2 separate regions of the Sus scrofa genome follow, and region 2 is linked to region 1. Evidence: chromatin contacts called from public HiChIP or PLAC-seq data. All regions are on one chromosome and are shown on one strand. Each heading gives the region's core, a stretch centred on a gene start, on an enhancer-like site or on the middle of the called end of the contact. The rest is flanking DNA. Distances are from core to core; before and after follow the strand shown. Region 1 holds the start of IFFO1 (intermediate filament family orphan 1). Region 2 holds the start of MRPL51 (39S ribosomal protein L51, mitochondrial).

Region 1 (4,644 bases), core at 40-2,539:
TGTGGCCTGACGGTGTGCGCCGTCCCCACCTTCCCGGTCCCTACCTCCGCTTGTACTCGTCCCGCTCCCGCTTCACTTTGGCCAGCACGTTGTAGAGCGCGCGGATCTCGGGGGTGATGGTGTCGATCTGGACGCCCACCCCGTCGGGGTGCACCCACGACAGGCCAGGCCCTTGCACCAGCGTGGGCTCCAGTCCCGGCCCGAGCCGGCGGGCGTGAGAGAAGGACCAGATGGTGCCGGGCATGAAGCGGGCCGACGAGGAGTAGGCGGTGGAGGCGGAGGTGGAGGGCGCTGGGTGGCAGGCCGCGGAGGGCGCGAGGGGGCCGGCCGGAGAGCGCGCGGGCGACCCCAGCACCCGCGCCGACGGGGTGCAGACTGCGGCCGGCCGGGAGCCCAGGGGCAGCCCCAGGGGCCGGACGGGGCTGATGAAACCGGTCTGCACGGCCTGGTCGCGGCGAGCCAGGCCCCGCCGGCCCTGCTTACCCTCCTCCAGCGCCTGCTGCAGCTGCTTCTCCAGCAGCCGGTTGCGGCGCTCCAACTCGTGCACCTTGGCCAGGAAGCAGCGGAAGCGGAGGTTCAGGGTCTTGAGCACGTTGATGTTGGAGCCCAAGTCGTTGCGGAGCGCCATGGCGGCGGGGGGCGCCGGGCCCGGCCCGGGGGGCGAATAGGGAGCCGGGCCGGCCGGGGCTAGCGGCGCCGGAGGCAAGTCCCCGCCTCCGGCCAAGTGGTCACCTCCCAGGGGGTCCCCCAGCGGCCCGGCCAGGCCCTGCTGCTCCTGCTGGAGGAGGAAGAGATTGGGGCCGAATAACGGATTCATGGCTGCGCCTTCTGCTGGGAGATGGAGACTAGTGCAGGAACAGGGATGGAGGGTGAGGGAGAAGAGCCAATGAGGCGCCAGGGGGACGTGTGGCAGCCAATCAGACAGCTCGACCGAGGGGGCAGAGGTCAGCGGAGAGGAGGAGGGCAGGAAGAAAGCCAATGAAAGGCTCGCTGAGAAGCTGGCACCTGGACCGACCTTTCCGGGTCTGAGGCTGAGCCCTGGTCTGAGCGGACCGCTTGCTTGTGCCCGGAATCCAGCCAGGATGGCAGAGTGTCATCAAACCCAGATCCTCCACTACTCCATGGTTGTAGTAGCGCGAAATCCATCTTCCCTACACCCCTATTGCCCTCCTCGCTCCAGTCTGAACACCCGGGCTCTGCCTCGCCTTCTCCTGGGTCCCTGGGGAAGTCAAAGGATCCCAGGTGCCTGGAATTGACTTGATTTCTCAGTATACCACACGATCCCCTCTTTAGAGGATCCCTATCCCACCCTCCCACCCCTACCCTTAAAGCAGCAAAGCCAACATCCAGTACCCTCAAAAAACAAACAAACAAAAAAAAAACCAGCAAAAAAACCACAATGGCAAGATTGCAAATTGTGTATTAAATTTCACATCCACGGTGGGAAAGCCATCCTCACGGAGGTAAGAGCTCCAACCTAGTAACAATGGCAATGAACCACCCCAGTCTAGTTCAACCATCCACTGAAGACGGCAGTGGTTGGCTGCTGCCTCTGGACTGCGATTTTCTCCTCTTCGCTGGTGGGGGCCTGCTAGAACTGCGAGGGGACATGGTGGGAGTCTTAGGTCCCTTGGGGGTGCCATTCTGTTTCTGGAAGGCAGTTTTCTTGAAAGATTGCTCTGGTAACTGCTGCTTTACCTTCTCAGCCCCTGTGGTGGTGTTTCCAAGGGGCTGATTGCAGTCCTCAGGCTTGAAAGCATCCTGGGTCTTGGAGAGGGATGGCACAGGAGGGATTTCTGGGTCCATGCCCTTGGGAGGAACACACTGCTTTGGGAAGGCAACTTTCTTGGAGGACTGCAGTTTGGGTGACTGTTTTAGTCTCCCAGCCACCTTTGGTTCCCTGACCACTACTGCTTTCTCAGCTGGCTGCTTGCTATCCTGGAGCTTGGAGGAAGGTTGGACCTTTGTGACAGAAGACACAGTGGACAATTCTGAGCCTGTCCCTTTGGAGACGCCATTCTGCTTTTGGAAAGAAGCCTTCTTGGGAAGTTGCCGTTTCTGCAGCCGCTGCTTTGCTTGCACAGCCACTCTGGCCTTCTTGGCAGGCTGGCTGCTGCGCTCAGGCTTGGGAGTCACCTCCCCTTTCGGGCTGGGCAAGTCTGGGTTTGTAGGGGTTGATGTTGCAGAATTTCCTGGGGTTAAAATTAAATAGAATGGTTTCAGAAAACAGGCCTCATCACTGAGCCTTGATCATCAGTGGTGGAGATAAGCAGAGGAAGTACAATAAGGAAACTGCCCGGGTACTATCTCTTGGCCAAGTGTTCCGCACAATTGGGAGGTATCTAAAAGTAGATTACTTAAGATTCAGATTACTTAACCTCACCTATACTCAAGTCGAATTTGAACCCGATATTAAAGAGAAGGGATCACTACCCATCCTTGGTCCAAAAGGTTTTTAGAGGAGGCTGTACCCCCTTGAGGCCAGCAGGTAACGAGACACTCTAAGGAGAGGTGAATCCTGAATAAACCTCAAGCATTGGGTGGGCCTTTCTTTTAATCAGGAAAGATTTTTGATGGAAATGCAAAAATCTTTTGGAAATGCAGATTTTGATGAGCTGCACACAGAGCAACTAGAAACAAGCTAGTCTTCATAAATGAAGACTGACATATATTAAACAGGTATTTAAATACAGATTTTTAAAGATAGAGCAAAAAAATTACAGGAAATTTTGCTACTTCTCAAAGAGATTTTTGTTCTGTTAATGTTCAGATGTGACTTCTGTTAGGAGGCACTGTTTATTAAAAGAAATCAACTCAGTAAGTCATGAAGTTTGTATCCAGAGAAGGCAGGCTTGCCTCTCTCTTTTCCAACTAAACCCAGGGTGACATCCCAGCAGGCAAAGCCCTCGGGCCTGTTTCAGCAACCCCACCCCACCCCTTGAGGCCAGACTCCTCAAGATGGCTGGGAAACAGATCTCCAATTAGTATGATAGGCTCAGAGAACCGCTGATAGTTCGGAGGAGTCGTGTGCCAACCCAGTGCCGACAAGGCTGGACCAGAAGAGGTCTATTACCAGTAAGGCAGCCTCGCCAAGAAGGAAGAGAAACCACACCCGCACTGCGAATGCATTTAGTGCCAAACAACTGCAGCCACTTGGCACAATCAAGGAAAAGGCCCCACCTGCATGAACCCTTTAACATACCCGAATGGGGTCCAAGCTTGGGAACAAATGTCGCTGGGATGAAAGGGGTCCCTCACCCAAGTAAGCAAAGCGGGGATAGGGAGGCAGAGACCCGACCCTTCCCTGCAGCCACCCTAAAAAGCTTCCTGAGAGGCAGAGAAAGCAAAGGTGGCAATGAATGTTACAGAGAGCTTACCTGTTTGGGACTGGGGGATAGAATTGGAGAACTTCTTGAACTTGGCAATAAAGAAACCATCCATGTTGTGGGTGTGAGGGTAGAAGCGGCGGGTAGAACGCAGAGTGGGGTGGAAGCGCCTTTCCCGGAAGCGGGTAAAGCCCTCCTGGCCGAAGTCCAGGCCAGTGGGCACAAGCCGCACATTCCTCTTCTTCAGTGCGTAGTCTACCACCCACTCATTCTCTTCCACCTGACATATGGGGGCAGATGGAGACGGAAGGAAAAGGCAAAGAGCTGGAGATGAAGGATGGGCTGAGGAGCCCCAACCCAGGCCCCCTGGGCTCCACTGCCAGGCCTCACCGTGATGGAGCAGGTGCAGTACACAAGGTAGCCTCCTGTCTTGGAGGTGGCACTGACAGAGTCGATAGCACTCAGGAGCAGCTCCTTCTGAAGGTGAGCACAGCGCAGAATGTCCTTCTCATCCTGTCCCCAGACAGAGAGATCCAGAGCATTGGAATTTCAAAAGGCACTGCTGGCTGCTCAGGGGGTCCCCCACCTCCCACTCTGGCTCTCCAGGCCCCAACCCCCACTTCAACTGGTCGCCCAACCCTGCCTCCGCACCTTGTTAGTCTTCACAGCTGGGTCCTTGGAGATGATCCCAGTGCCACTGCAAGGAGCATCCAGCAGGACTCGGTCAAAGCCCCCCACCACCTGGGGAAAAGGGCAGGATAATCAGCCATTCTGGGTAACCTGAGCCAAACCTTGTATTTCCTAGAGGCAAGTCTCAATATCCTGAGATCAGAAGAGGGCAGGTGGGCTGGAACACAATCTCAGGAGAGACACGCAGAAGGGAGCCCACCTTGGGGAACTGGCGCCCATCGTAGTTGCTGATGATGGTGTTGGTGACTCCCAGCCGGTGCAAGTTGCCCACGACACTCTTGAGCCGCTCAGCATTGGCATCGTTGGCGAGAATCACACCCGTGTTCTTCATGAGCTGGGCTGAAGGGCAGAGGGCACAGGCCTCACCAGCAGTTCCTCTGCTTCCAAACCTGCCAGCCACCCTCTAGCCCAGGAACGTGCTCATTCACTTCCCCAATAAGCTGCATTCCCCAGGTCCACAGTAAGGTGGTAGGTCTACCTGGTCTGTGCTGGCCCCTGGGATGAGCAAGGCTACCAGGGTGGTTTTTCCATTGTTACCAAACACCCTTCCGATCTGACGGACTGAGTTACTTCTAAGTAACATCAGCTTAATCAAATGGTTACGACTAGTGGTATACAGTGTCCCCAT
Region 2 (5,084 bases), core at 1,995-4,494, 52 kb before region 1:
GTATGTGTACAGTATGTATCCAGAAAGAATCTCCTAAAGGAGTTCCTGTCGTGGCTCAGTGGAAATGACTGACTAGTATCCATGAGGACACAGGTTCAATCCCGGGCCTTGCTCAGTGGGTTAAGGAGCCTGCATTGCTGTGAGCTGTGGTTTAGGTCGCAGATTTGGCTTGAATCTCAAGTTGCTACGGCTGTGGCGTAGGCCAGCAGCTAGAGCACCGATTGCTCCTAGCCTGGGAAACTCCACATGCTTCGGAGGCGACTCTAAAGAGACAAAAACAAACAAACAACTCTTAAGAGTGGTATTCTCAGAAAGAGCACACAAAATAAGCTGTGAGAAAATTTTGTCTTTTTTTTTTTTTTGTCTTTTTCTAGGGCTGCACCAGCAGCATATGGAAGTTTCTAGACTAGGGGTCTAATCAGAGCTACAGCTGCCGGCCTATGCTAGAGCCACAGCAACACCAGATCCAAGCTGAGTCTGCGACATACACCACAGCTTACCGCAATGCTGGACCCTTTTAACCCACTGAGCGAGGCCAGGGATCAAACCTGAAAACTTTTGGTTCCTAGTCAGAGTAGTTAACCACTGAGCCACAGTGGGAACTCCGAGAAAATTTTTCATCAGATTACTCTTCTGCAATTTTGAAATTCTGCACTATCTGCCTGTATAGATGAATACATTTTTTAATATTAAAAACACCCAGGTACACGTACAAGACTCAGCTCAGCCCTACAGATCACAAATCTTTGGGGAGAAGGATCAGACTTTTTAAACTGTTTACCCAGAGATTCTGATGTTCAGTCAGGCTAAGGAACCACTCATGCAAACCTTAATGCCTCATATTGAAGTATGAGGTTATAACTTTATACCTATAACTAGAAAAACACGGGGGGAGGCTATATTACACTTTGTTCTCACCTCGGAAAAGGTATCCAACTAATATTTTTTGACCAGAAATAGTATAGAAGTATAATTCCATTTTTCTATCACATTTCATTCCAGTGTGGAAAGGTTTTTTAAAATATATTTAACATGATGGCATTATGGCATTTAAAATGAAAACTTTTTTTTTTTTGTCTTTTTAGGGCCGCACCCATGGTATATGGAGGTTCCCAGGCTAGGGGTCTAATTGGAGCTACAGCTGCTGGCCTACACTAGAGCTACAGCAACGCCAGACCCAAGCCGTGTCTGCGACCTCACAGCAACGCTGGATCCTTAATCCACTGAGCAAGGCCAGGGGTCAAACCTGCAACCTCACAGTTCCTGGTCGAATTCATTTCCACTGCGCCATGACAGGAACTCCTAAAATTACAACTTTTAACACTCTGAAAGGCCAAATGTCAAAAGGGGTCAACAATTTTTTACTTTATTTAGTTTTATTTGTTTGTTTATTTAGACCACTTCCAAGGCATGTGGAAGTTCCCTGGCCAGGGATTGAACCGAAGCCACAGCAGTGACCCAAGACATGGCGGTGACAACACTAAATTTTTAACCACTAGGCCCCTAGGGAACTCCATCATTTTTTACGTTTTAAACACCATAGGTATGGCTAGACCACAAAAGACAAGTGGTAAAGTCCAAACCTAAGACAAGACTTAGGAATGAATCACACTTTCTAGTCTCCTGAATGAGTAAAAGCAGCATCTAAAGGAAAATAACGCATATGGATAACACATTCCAAAGAAGTCCCATTTTATTACTGCGGGCATACAAATCTCTTTCCTCATAAGGAAAAGTACTTCCTCCTTCTCCTGGGTGGTAGATATGCCTCCTCCACAGTTCCTAGCTTTCTCTTCTACCGGTACTTTCCATGTCGGTTAAAGTGTTTGTAGAGATAGCTGATGCGTTTGTTAAGATTGTGCAGGTCATCAATGAACATCCGATTTCCAACCATTCTCTTCTTTCGGATACAACGCTGTAATTCATTCCCCTTCCAGCCTCGAAGCCATATGGGGCCCTTGATCAGTTCTTTGGGGTGTTTTTCAAAGTTTCCTATGTAATGTGAGATAACATGTTAGTTCCAAGAGGAGAAAGAACCTAGTCTCCACTAGCTAAGCCTTCAACAGAGTTGCATCTACCTGAGCAGCACCTATAGACAAGACACATTAGGAGTTCCCGTTGTGGCTCAGTGGTTAACGAATCCGACTAGGAACCAAGAGGTTGCGCCTTAGATCCCTGGCCTTGCTCAGTGGGTTAAGGATCCGGCGTTGCTGTGAGCTGTGGTGTAGGTTGCAGACACGGCTTGGATCCTGCGTTGCTGTAGCCCTGGCGTAGGCCGGCGGCTACAGCTCTGGCTACAGCTCCGATTAGACCCCTAGCCTGGGAACCTCCATATGCCGCAGGAGCGGCCCAAAAAATCGCAGGGAAAAAAAAAAAAAAGACACATTATGCTACAGGATCAAGACCACAGACTCTGTAGCCTCGCTGCTTGGGGTCAAATTCTGGCACTGCCATTGACTAGCTTTGGGAAAACTAGGTTATCTCTGTGCCTCAGTTTCCTCACCTTTAAAGTGAAAAGATTATAAAGATTAAATGTGTTAATGCATGCAGGACACACATAACAGTGCCCAACACAACGTAAATAGCCACATAAATGTTTGTTCTTACTATTGAACATGGTATCATTTCTACACAGGTGAAAAATTATAGTCGTTACGACATAACTTCTGTTCTGGAATTCTGCACCAAGGAGTCAAGTCTTACCCAGGATCCCGATATTGTCATACACCCCGAACATGGCCCTCTTCTCGTTCCAACGATCAACCACTTTGCGAGGCGGGAGAGTGACCCTTACATGGAACAATCTAGGAATACCTAAGGAAGGGGAAGAAAAGGAATGAATCTGAGCCGCTTACTGAGAAACAGTTCTCGAGGCGTCTTACTGCATGAAGCACTTACCCAGAGAGAAGCTTCTACAGGTCAAGGGCAACCGGCCCCACAGGCCCCTGCCTGTCACCCAAGAAAGGCTCCCTGCCATTGCCCTCGTCTCTCTGCTACAACAGCCCTCTGCAGGAGCACAGGAGGGAGGGCCAGATGTGGCCTTCGAGGAGATAAGAACCGTCCCCACTGGGTTCACATTGGTATTACATGGACGCAGCCATCTTGGGCTTTACCCAGGTAGCTCAGGGCGCCAGACTTGCCGGGCCCCGCTTGGCCCCGCCTTCCCCAGCGGCGAGCCCCGCCCTCCAGGTTCCGGGGCAGAGGGGCCTTGTAGCCCTGCCCCGCAGAGGCGTTTCCGGTCTGCCCACCGGAAGTTCTGGATTGCCAGAAGAGCTGAGGGGCCCGTGTCGTTGTCTAGGTCGCCCCAAAACTGAATTTCAAGAAAATTCACCCTTTCCTGTTTCTTTGGGCTTCCCTCAACTGAGGGAGATGAAGGTCCAGAACCGGGAGGAACCCAGAGCTTCCTTTCTCTGTGCCCCACAGCAGTTTTGCGCTGTAGCTGTTTTTATTCCCCTTATTCGACAGGGGAGGAAATCCGAGGCTGAGGGAGTGAAACGACCTGCTGACGTCACCTGGCAGAGGAGATGGCGGAACCCGGACTAGAGCCTAGGTCTTCTAACTGCCGGCCTGAACTTGCCTCCAGTACTGGGGGGTGACTGAGTGTGTCAGTGTCCCAGGGGCACGGCCACCGCCCAGCTAGAAACGCGGCATCTCCTGCAGGCACCACGAAGGCCTCCTCTCCACCGACGGAGTAAAAGGAGGACCTTGTAGGGACTGAGGTGGCGGCGAGGTGAGGGGGCGGGAGCCAGAATCTAGGTCCCGCCCTCCTCCGTTTCAGCGGCTCCTGCGTTATGATTGGTTGGTCCCTACAGCTAGTGTCCTGATTGGCCCACTTCCGGCCGTTGAGATTTGAATTCCAGGTTCGCGGCTTTGCCGGCGCGGTCCCCGGCTCCGAGGCGGGTTTTTGCCTCCGCCTGGCAGGTATTGGCCGGTTTCTCTGCCCGTGGGAGTGCTGCCTAGCTGATTGGTGCGTGTTGTGCCCTTCATGGTTTTTCCTTCACTTCAGCCCCACAACCGGACCCAGAGGAACTGCAGGTGAAGTTCTCTTAAAAGGTGTGGTGTTCAGGGCGAGCGGGGAAGGAGAGGCCGGGAAAATCGGGAACCGGGCGGTATGATGCGGCATCAGGCTGGGAGGTGTATTGGTGCGTCCCTGTGGTACGGCGTGGTAACACAGTCTCACAGATCCGCAGTGGAATTTGAGCAAATTGCTTAATCTTTCAGAGCCTCAATTTCCTGATCTGTAAGTGGAACAGTAGTATTATGCACTCCATGAGGTTGGCATTTGGAGGGTTAGATAAGGTATGACGTTCAAATAGCCTAACAGAACCTGGCACAGAGTAAACAAATACTGCAAATGTTCTCTTTCTGCAAACAGGAAACACATTAAGCCCTACTGGGCCACTGTTCTAGCCTCTGATGAGGCATTCTCTCTATACCTAAGTTTTGCCCATAGAAACAGAAAGAACATTGATATGCCATTTTACAGTTTTTAAAATACTTTCATACTTCTTGACCCATTTGATTCCCAGAGCAACTTTATAAAGTAATCATAGATTAGTAATCCTGTTTGACAGATGAGGCCCAGGGTTAAGTGACATGACCAAGTGTCAGAGTCACAACTAGAATTACATTCTAGTCCGGGTTAATCTCACACTCCCTAAGATAATGTTATTAGCTTGATGTAAGACTAAAAAGCATATGTTTGAGGAGAGAAGTAATAGAACCGAATGAAAAGACAACCTTTAGATATAGACTGATTTGCTGTTTGGCTTCCAGCACTGTGAGCCATTGGGAGAAATATGTCCCCCCAGCTGTATGAGTTCCATCTGCCCTTATCCCCAGAAGAGTTGTTGAAAAGTGGAGGGGTGAATCAGTATGTGGTGCAGGAGGTACTGTCCATCAGACATCTTCCATCACACCTTAAAGGTAAGACGCCACAGCTGCCCTTGTGCCTAGCACTTCAAAACAGCCACCCACATGTAGTTATATCATCTGTCTGTTCCACTACACCGCTAAGCTCCATGAGGGCAAGGAACATGTCTTTCCTCTTATTGTTTTTTTTTCCCTAGTATTTTGTTACACGA

What was found. HiChIP or PLAC-seq counts read pairs in DNA pulled down with a chosen protein or histone mark.
Region 2: a contact with region 1 is called in an H3K27ac HiChIP or PLAC-seq map of alveolar macrophages. The contact joins the promoter of MRPL51 here to the promoter of IFFO1 in region 1. A contact is called at or near these places in 5 of 47 Hi-C or Micro-C datasets (blood, brain, liver and 1 more) and 2 of 2 datasets of contacts at active chromatin or transcription factors (alveolar macrophages and skeletal muscle).

Annotation. Positions count from the first base shown.
Region 1 is chr5:64,112,340-64,116,983 of Sscrofa11.1, reverse strand. It overlaps IFFO1 (intermediate filament family orphan 1), which reads right to left and starts at 1,289. Exons shown (of 10, transcript XM_021092432.1): 1 at 45-1,289. The coding sequence starts at 817. NOP2 (NOP2 nucleolar protein) reads right to left here. Exons shown (of 16, transcript NM_001244246.1): 12 at 4,216-4,355; 13 at 3,978-4,067; 14 at 3,717-3,839; 15 at 3,378-3,606; 16 at 1,402-2,192. The coding sequence ends at 1,513.
Region 2 is chr5:64,165,578-64,170,661 of Sscrofa11.1, reverse strand. MRPL51 (39S ribosomal protein L51, mitochondrial) reads right to left here and starts at 3,244. Exons shown (of 3, transcript XM_021092433.1): 1 at 2,899-3,244; 2 at 2,704-2,814; 3 at 1,676-1,992. The coding sequence starts at 2,977. The coding sequence ends at 1,796. NCAPD2 (condensin complex subunit 1) reads left to right here and starts at 3,252. Exons shown (of 32, transcript XM_021092430.1): 1 at 3,252-4,035; 2 at 4,777-4,926. The coding sequence starts at 4,800.